Regions from separate parts of the Mus musculus genome. Here region 1 is linked to region 2. Evidence: chromatin contacts called from public promoter capture Hi-C data. All regions are on one chromosome and are shown on one strand. The core of a region is the stretch at or near the end of the contact, and the rest is flanking DNA. Distances in the headings are between cores, read along the strand shown.

The links. Promoter capture Hi-C pulls out the DNA fragments that hold promoters and counts their contacts.
Region 1: a promoter capture Hi-C map of stem cell-derived epiblast-like cells shows a contact between it and region 2, with 6 times the contacts expected there. The contact joins the promoter of Prdm5 here to the promoter of A430010J10Rik in region 2. A contact is called at or near these places in 4 of 39 promoter capture datasets (the 3T3-L1 cell line, 3T3-L1-derived adipocytes and stem cell-derived epiblast-like cells) and 1 of 115 datasets of contacts at active chromatin or transcription factors (embryonic stem cells).

Annotation. Positions count from the first base shown.
Region 1 is chr6:65,777,000-65,781,337 of GRCm38.p6, reverse strand. It overlaps Prdm5 (PR domain containing 5), which reads right to left and starts at 2,376. Exons shown (of 15, transcript NM_027547.2): 1 at 2,145-2,376. The coding sequence starts at 2,237.
Region 2 is chr6:67,156,527-67,160,526 of GRCm38.p6, reverse strand. It overlaps A430010J10Rik (a long non-coding RNA gene), which reads right to left and starts at 2,726. Exons shown (of 3, transcript XR_001785271.1): 1 at 2,227-2,726; 2 at 1-1,695.

The DNA of each region.
Region 1 (4,338 bases), core at 1,127-3,626, 1.4 Mb after region 2:
TAGATACAGTTGCAGAGCCCCACTGAAGGAATGCTTCAAAAGGGGTGGGTCTAGAGAAATAAGGGGTGCCTTCAGAAAAAGTACCTCAAACAACCTATAGAAAGTACAGGTATGGATTTTCTTGGGGCTCTTGGAAGATTTCCCCAAGCCTATTCTGGATTCTAATGTCTGAATTTTCAAATCAACAAAGAACTTGAATCTCAATCACTTTGTAAAACAGATGAATTATATAAGCACACCTGCTATAAAAGTATGCTATGACATCTGTTGTTGGCAACACATGGTCTAAAGTGGTAAACCTCACAATCTGCTTAGAAGAGCATGAGGAGTTTTTAATTGAGGTCCTTAACATAGCTCCAATCACAGCTGTTGTCATCTCAGACCTCTTGAAATATAGTCAGGAGATATGTACATGGGTGACTTGGGAAATAATTAAGAGATGAGATGTGGTGACATAGGTAAGGCGTGTAAGAACACTCAGCTTCTTCTCACAAGCCTGGGAGGCTTCAGCTTTGTCCTTGGAGTACAGGGGAGGAAACAGCTGCCGTACAGGCATCAGGGAAGCTCTCCGTGAGCTTGTGATTGCATATCTTAGAATAACAACTCTGTCAAAAACAGGCTGGGTTTCTGTAAGCCACATTGTGTGTGGTCATCATGCTAGATGTTATCTGGATGAAAATCTGTTGGTTTGTTTAAGTGATATCAGCAGCAGAAGATGAATGCCTACCAATGCTGCAGTAGGATGGCTCAAGATGCTTCAGCCCACACCAACGAGTACTCCCAACACAAGGACATGAAAATGTCAAAGAGAATGCCCTGCTCAACTACCAAAAAATGGTCTGAGTAAAGCAGAAGGAGGATTGTGCAGTAATTCTTACTTTTGGACAGCTGTCTGGTGTCCTACTATTCGTGAGCACAAAATTATTCTTAATTATAGTTACACCAGAAACCTTCAGGAAAAGTCCATTTAGGGGTTTTTCATGCTGTAAGACCTAAACAGAAGCATATGTCAATGGGACATGGGAGTCATTTGATGATGGTGATACTTGGCTTTGCAAGACTGCTGATTTTGACATTTCGTCATGTGGCAATATCTATCCAACTCATCACTAAATGGAATGAAGTATTAACTCCTGTGTTTTGTTTGTCTACATTTAATATGTGAGTTGTTTTTTGTTGTTGTTTTGTTTTGTTTTGACCACTTGACCTATGGTAACTTCTTGTAGGTCATGTTGTGAGCCCAGAGCTACATTCACACACTACCCTCTGAACCTCTGCTTTTCTAAGTATCTGCTAACAGGGCAAAATCAAAACAGCGAGGAGAGGCCGGGAACGTGTCAGGGGCAAGGTTTATAAACATGTTGTTCCATAACAGAATGTTCTAGAAAGAGCATATGTTTTCCTTTCAGAAACCATGGGTTTGAAGCTTAATTCGTTAACTTGGCAGGTTAACTGCAGCATTCCTATGCTCACCTCTTAAATGATAACTAAAAGACAGTTCCCCAGAGTACTGAGGGGTAAAGTCAAATGATATATATGGACAAAGTACCAAGCATTGGCCCTGCTCTGTGAACCTTGGATCTGCTTACTCTAGATGTCTCTGCCCTGACTCCTCTATTTCAAGTCTGCTAACCCACAATAGCTCAAGCCACCATGTTCTAAAGTTATAACTTAAGATTTGGAGCGCTCTGGTTTCCTGTCTTCTACATCTCTCCAATGAACAACCAACATCTATAGTGGGTCATCTCACAGACAGGGAAACCTGCGCTTAACTTGATCCCATGCCTGTGCCGTTCTGGAAGGTGATCCAATGCCAGGATAAAATTCAAAAACTCAAAGAAAATAGGCCGAAGATCCAGATACCACCCCCAGGATGGCAATGTCGGGAAGGCCTGCTTCTGTGGCTCCCGGGCCTGCACTGGGCTGCAAGCTGCCAGGGCCCATCTGCACAAGCAGTGAGGGGTATGACCAGGCTGCCAACTGTTCAGAATTCAGGAGCCGTCCGGCGCTGGGCTGGGGGAGACTGCAGCCCATGGGAGCCTCTCGCCACAGCCGCGAAAGACAACCAGACACCCGCTCCCTACAGGCCCGTTCTCCCCGCAGGCCCTGGGACGTGGCGCGGCCTGAGCGGGCCGCTCACCCACCTTGCGCACGCGGCGGGCCGTGTAGAGCCCCATCCCGTCCTGGACCCGGGACGACTTCAGGGCGAACCTGTCTGGTACGTACATGCCCAGCATCCTCCGTGGCTCGGCCGCGCTCCGGAGGCGCCGCACGTGGAGATGGGGTGCGGGCCTGGGGCGGCCGGGAGGAGGAAATGAGCTCGGCTCCCAGAATCCCCACCTCCCTCCTCGGCTCCCCGCGGCCAGGCCCCTCCTCGGCCGGGGCAGGCGCGGCCGGAGCGGTGGGGAGCCCAGGCCACCGGGCCGCGCTGATTGGCCCAAAGTTTGTGGCGCCGGCTGGAAGCCTCAAACCCCAGGCCATGGAGCTTCCAGCTCCGAGATGAGGATGAGCCTGTAGCCACATCGACCCTCCTCACCATCTCTGCGTTCGGCAGAGGTTCCCGCATCTCCTCAGATGCAGAATGAAATAGGCCTTGGCATTTCCAAAACAGCCTTTTGCTAACCACAGCCGAGACCAACCCAGAAAGTCTGGGAAACCTTTGAGTCTTACTGGATGAGTGTTCCAGGGTTGAACTAAGGAGAGGCCAAGGAGTCTGCTCTATTTCAAGATGAGAATTGGATATAAGTATTTAAGTAATATGGTGAGGAGCCTTCTGGAAAGTGATTATTACTTTCCAAGGCTTGTGACTACCAAGTCCTCTTACCAGATTTGTTCAAGTCAGACCCCGGGCCTTGCATTCCATTCAACAAGACTGGGTTACCAGTCCTTAATAGACCAGTTATCCTGGTTAGGTTTTTTTTGTTAACTTGACACAAGCTTGAGCCCTCTGGGAAGCTGGAATTTAAATTGAGAAAATGTCCCCATCAGATTGCTCTGTAGGAAGTCTGTGGATCATTTTTCTGGATTAAAGATTGGAATGGGAGGGTCTAGCACATTGTAGATGGTGACATCCCTGGGTCACATGGTCCTAGGTTGTCTTTTAAAAAGGCAAGCTGAGCAAGCCATAGGGAGCAAGCAGTGTTTTGTTCTGGCTCCTGCTTCCAAGTTCCTGCCTTGAGCTCTTGGCCCTGACATTTTTCAATGATGGACCAAGATGGGAAACATACGCCTCTTGCCCTGTCCTCTCCCCCAAAAAGTCCTTTCCTCCCCAAGTTCCTTTTGGCCAGAATGTTTTATCACAGAAAATAGAAATCAGAGTAGAAAGCAGAGTAGCTGTTAAAAGGACTGTAATGTAGTCCTTGGTAATGTCTCGCCAAAACTCATGTGTTGAATACTTTTGGGAAGTGATTGTATAAGGAATGTTCTAGCCTAGTCAATGGATTCATCCATAGACATATTCATTATCCAGTGCTACTATTGGAAGCTGGTAGAACTTAAAAGATAGAGCCTGATAGGACAACGTAAGTCATTAAATGAGCATTCTCTTAAAGGACATTAAGGTCCCTCTTCATCTTTCTCTGATTCCTGGATGCCAAGGTGAGCAGCTTTTCTCTACCTTTACATCAACGTGCCTCTGTGTTGCCATGAGACATGAAAGTGATGGAGCCACGAAACCTCTCAGCCCATGAAACCAAATATATCTTGCCTCTCTTTGTTGCGTGTCTCCAGTGTTTCCTTTCCAAGCTAGATAACACATCAGGATAAACACTAAGATGGTTATACTGTGGTCAGTTGTCCAAGTCAATTCATTCAACTGTGTTCAACAAAAGATAAAGCACTGCTTTCTGCAGAAGGATCTATAAGATAAAACTGAGCAGATATGTGTCCTGTTTATACCTACAGTTCACTTATAAATTCAAAACCTGCAGAAGTGATGGAACGTGAAAGTATTTGTAATTAACCAACAAGGCAGGACTAATGTTCTTACACCGATTTCCCCTTTTCCACTATAAAACCAAAGAGTGACTTGAGCTCTGAGTTCTTTTAAAAGAACTTACCTTACCCAACTGTATTGACTCAAACATGACTGATACAACTGTCAGATCTGTTTTGGCTCACAGGTTCAGTTTGGTGAGTTATGGTGAGAAGGTCCTGTAGATTCAATCAGTTCACATAATGGTAGTTCTGGAAACAGCAAGACAATAGGCAACATGGACTAATACAACCAACAAGAACCTACCCCCCCCAAGGCCTACTACCCCCAGCATGTGTCCGCTTCTGAATTTACAGAGCTTCCCAAAAGAGCACCCCATTTTCAGAGAAAGTACTCCAGTTATG
Region 2 (4,000 bases), core at 1,477-3,976:
TGGTGTACAACTATAACCCTAACACTCAGAAAGCTGATGCAGGAGGATTAGAATTCTGGGCTAGACTCAGCTACCTAGAGAGACCCCCTCTATACCCCCAACCCCAAAGAAAGTGAGCTATTATTGATGAGCATACTACTTATTTTTTTCTTGTTACTTACAGGAGGGAGGGCTTATAACTTGGCTCACAGCCAGGAAGACATGGTGGCAGGAGCCTGAGGCAGCTGGCTCACCATGTCTGGATTCAGGAAGCAGAGAGTACGGGAACTTGGCTCAGTTACTCCTTTTTACTCAGTCTAGGGTCCCAGTCCCTGGAATGGTGCTGCCCACGTGTAGGGTGAGTCCTTTCACACCTAATGCCTGATCTCCAAACTTATTGTAAATCTTCTCATGTTGACAGTTAAGACCAACCATCACAATGAGCAAGGGGGAAAAAAAAAGAAAGTTGTGAACCAGAAAAACCTGCCCACTCCCTTTTCTGTAAAAGCTGGGGATACTCCCATGACATTACCTGAGACTCCTGTGTGGCACTTGAAAACCTGAAGGTTTTACTTTTACTTTTTTCTATTATCTTGTATCGCCTTGTGATGTATTTTCAATGCCCTGTTCCTTATCTGCCTTAGCAAATTCAAGCACTGTTGTCTGCACCCATGTTGGAGAGGAGATTATTGTCTCCCTTTTTGAAATAAAACTATAAGAAAAGACCATCTTTGCTGGGCTTTGCGCTCATAAATAGGTCAGCTAACTAGGAGAATCGTAAAGCCCTTCTCTTTTAAGTGGACTTCAGTTACCTTTGCAGGCAGTTGGGTCAGGAGGGAGGCCAGCTGCTGTAACAGTGTTTCCAGCACCATGCTCCCCCAACACGGGGCTTTGTGGGAGTCTATGGGCTTTCTCCAATACCATTTAGCATGACCCTACTGTGACCCTGCAGAGGCCAGGTTAGTGTTGCCACTCTTATGCTACAGATAAAGGGGAAATATTCTGGGAAGTAAAATGACAAGCTCAAGTGGCAGAAGTTAGTTTCCAACAGGGTCTAATGGCACGGACATGCTAATTACTTAACAATGGCAGAAGATGAGACAATGGTTCTTGCTAATCCACATATGACATAGCATGAACATTGGGGTAGGGGAAGGGAGAAGAGTCTAATTCTCTCTTTCCTCCTTTCTTTTCTGTTCTCTTTCCCTCTCTTCCTCCTTCCTTCTAGTCCATTTGAAAAAGAGACGAGAAGGGAAGAAGAATTTATCAGATTAATAAGCAGATAATCACAAATTAGCAGTCAAGTGTTATGGAAGTTGAAATGATGCCGCAGATTTGAAGCAGTGTGTCAGAAACATAATAACCAAGGCTGATCTATAGACAAATGTTTAAAAACAAAACAAAACAAAATCAAGACGTTTCTTAAATTACAAGTTAGGACGGGGGATAAAGTGTAGCGGTTGTCTACTATACACAAAGCCCTAGATTTCATCAGCCCCAACAGCCCCGCCCACACCGACACAGAGATCAGACAATTGCTCACATTTATTGCCGGCAGAGACGATTTAGACATTTGCCACATGGGGGCGCTTGATACCATCAGGTCATGAAGGAGAGCTTCCTGCTAGACCAAGTTGCTGAATGGCTCCTCCTCACCCTATTCACTCTATGTCACAACAAGGGCTCAGAGGAATACACAGCTCCACCCCGGAAGACCTAAAAGTACAGCAAACAACGTAGTGAACCCCTTGTGTCAGCTGTCCAGCTTCAACAAGCACCAGCCGCACTGGGTCACCTTTCCTCTTAATGTCTCACTGCTATATTCCCTCTTCTCATTATTGCAGTTAATCTCAGACGTAGACACATGAAGGTCAATGTTTTGGTATGTTTATGACAGTTTGAGAGAAAAAAAAAATGATTACTAGTCAGTCCCGCCACTGTTAAGACGCCCGACTGAATGGGGTGGATAAGCAAGAACATTTTGTAAAGGACTATGATTTCATGCATTGTTATTCTGCCCTCCAAGAAGATACGAATATCGTTATTTAGTTCAAAGGTGAGCGTTGGGGAAGAGTATCTGTGCCGAAGATGGGCTGGGGACTCAGCATCACGTCACACCAAGGATGTGTTTTCCGTGTTCTAGTAGAGTGCTTTCTGCTACCTATACCTAACAGCACTCTGCCATGGCTGGAAGCTACCAAGACCTTCCAATGTCTGCCCTTTTCTTCCTGTGTCCCATGTACTCACCCAATTTCCCAGGCACTAGGTTAATCCCTTCAGATTACTCCCTTCTCAGATGGAGGAAGAGTTTCCATACTCAGGATTCCTGGGGAGAATTAAGCTCCTTATTTAAAAGGTTGTTTTCTCCCATTGCAAGCCATTAGAAAATGTTATCCAGCAACCTTGACGAACTTGTAAATCAACTGATAATAGGTGGGTTGTTGTGACAGTGTACATCATAGTCCTGGCATCCAGGAAGCAATGGCAGAAGGATCTCAAGTTTGAGGTCAGCCTATACAGTGACCTAAATAGCGAGACTTGTTTTGTTTTGTGTGTGGAGGGATGGCTCAGTGGTTAGGGGCACTTGCTGCTTTTACAGAGACCTGAGTTGAATTCCCAGCATCTGTGTGGGGCAGCTCATAACTTCTAGTAACTCCAGCTCTAGGGAATCTAACACCTTCTACCCTCTGCAGCCAACAACACACATGTAGCACATGTAAATAAGAAATATCTTTACGTGTATATACATATATATATATGTGCATATATATATATATATGGTATATGTATATGGTATATGTATGTATATATAGTGGTTGGGATAAGTTTTTGTTTAAAAACTAGGCAATTGTATTTAAATGTGTTCTTAAGTAGATGACTTTGAGTTTGTCTGTGACAATAAGGGATTAAATGAATCCTTGGTGACTTGGGGGAAATGGTTTAACATTATGAGAGAAGGAAATTGGCCAGCCATGAAAACTTAAAAGCATGATAGACTTCAAGGACTGGCCTTATATCAGTCTTCTGGTGAGAAGGACACTTGGCCAGCAGACCTGAATGATGAAGTCCTTTGGCAAGGCAATCCCTGTAACGGTTGAGAACTCCATTGACAACTAAGCTGGGGAACACATTTCATTTAACACTTGTTCACCAAGTCTCCTTTGAATAATTTGGCTTTGTAGGAATGGACTTTTCAACAGGGCGAGAACACGTTGGTCTGGCCAGTATGAACTTTTAGCAGTGTCGAAGCTGATTCTCTCACCACAAACAAATCAGCTGGCTTTCGGGTCATACCTTGGCTTCTGTGTTCCCTTGCCCTGGAGGAGATATTGGTCTCTCTTAGAGGATTCGCTTTCTCCCTGACAGCTTTTGTCCAGTCTGTCATCCAATGAACACACAACCTGTGCTCTTGGTTTGTCTGGTTGCCTGAGGGACGAGTTTTAGGCAGAGAAAACCAACAGAGACATATCTACTCTTGAGAATGAGAACAGAATGCAGAGGTCCTGAGATCTCAGAGAGATTTAGTCTCTGGACACGATGCTCCTAGGCCACTGCACAGGAAACTGAAGATCTCCATGCCTTAAAGGAAGAGTTGGGATTCTTGTACTCCCACCAACGCGCCCCCCCCCCTCAAACCAGTTGGTTCAATTTGGCTAGCGAGCTATCTTATTCTCACTGACAGGAGACCAGGCAGTTCTCAGAAGAACTGTGTCATGTTACCTCCTTCTGTTACATCTTTTAGTGGCTCTTACCTACAGTATCAAGTTCCCTTAACAGAAAAACTGAAAAGCTGATTGCTTCTCCAGCTCAAACATTAGACCTCTGTGTGGCTACAAGGCACACTACTATTGAAGGTGTAAAACGAAAATTGCCACACTGTTTGGGCTTGATGACATACATCTGTAATCTCGACACTTCAGAGTAGAGGCAGGAGGATCAGAAGTTTAAATACAAAAAGAAGAGACCAGGGAACCTGATAGATCCCTGGAAACTTCTAGGTAAAGAGTTGTTTGAGCAAGGC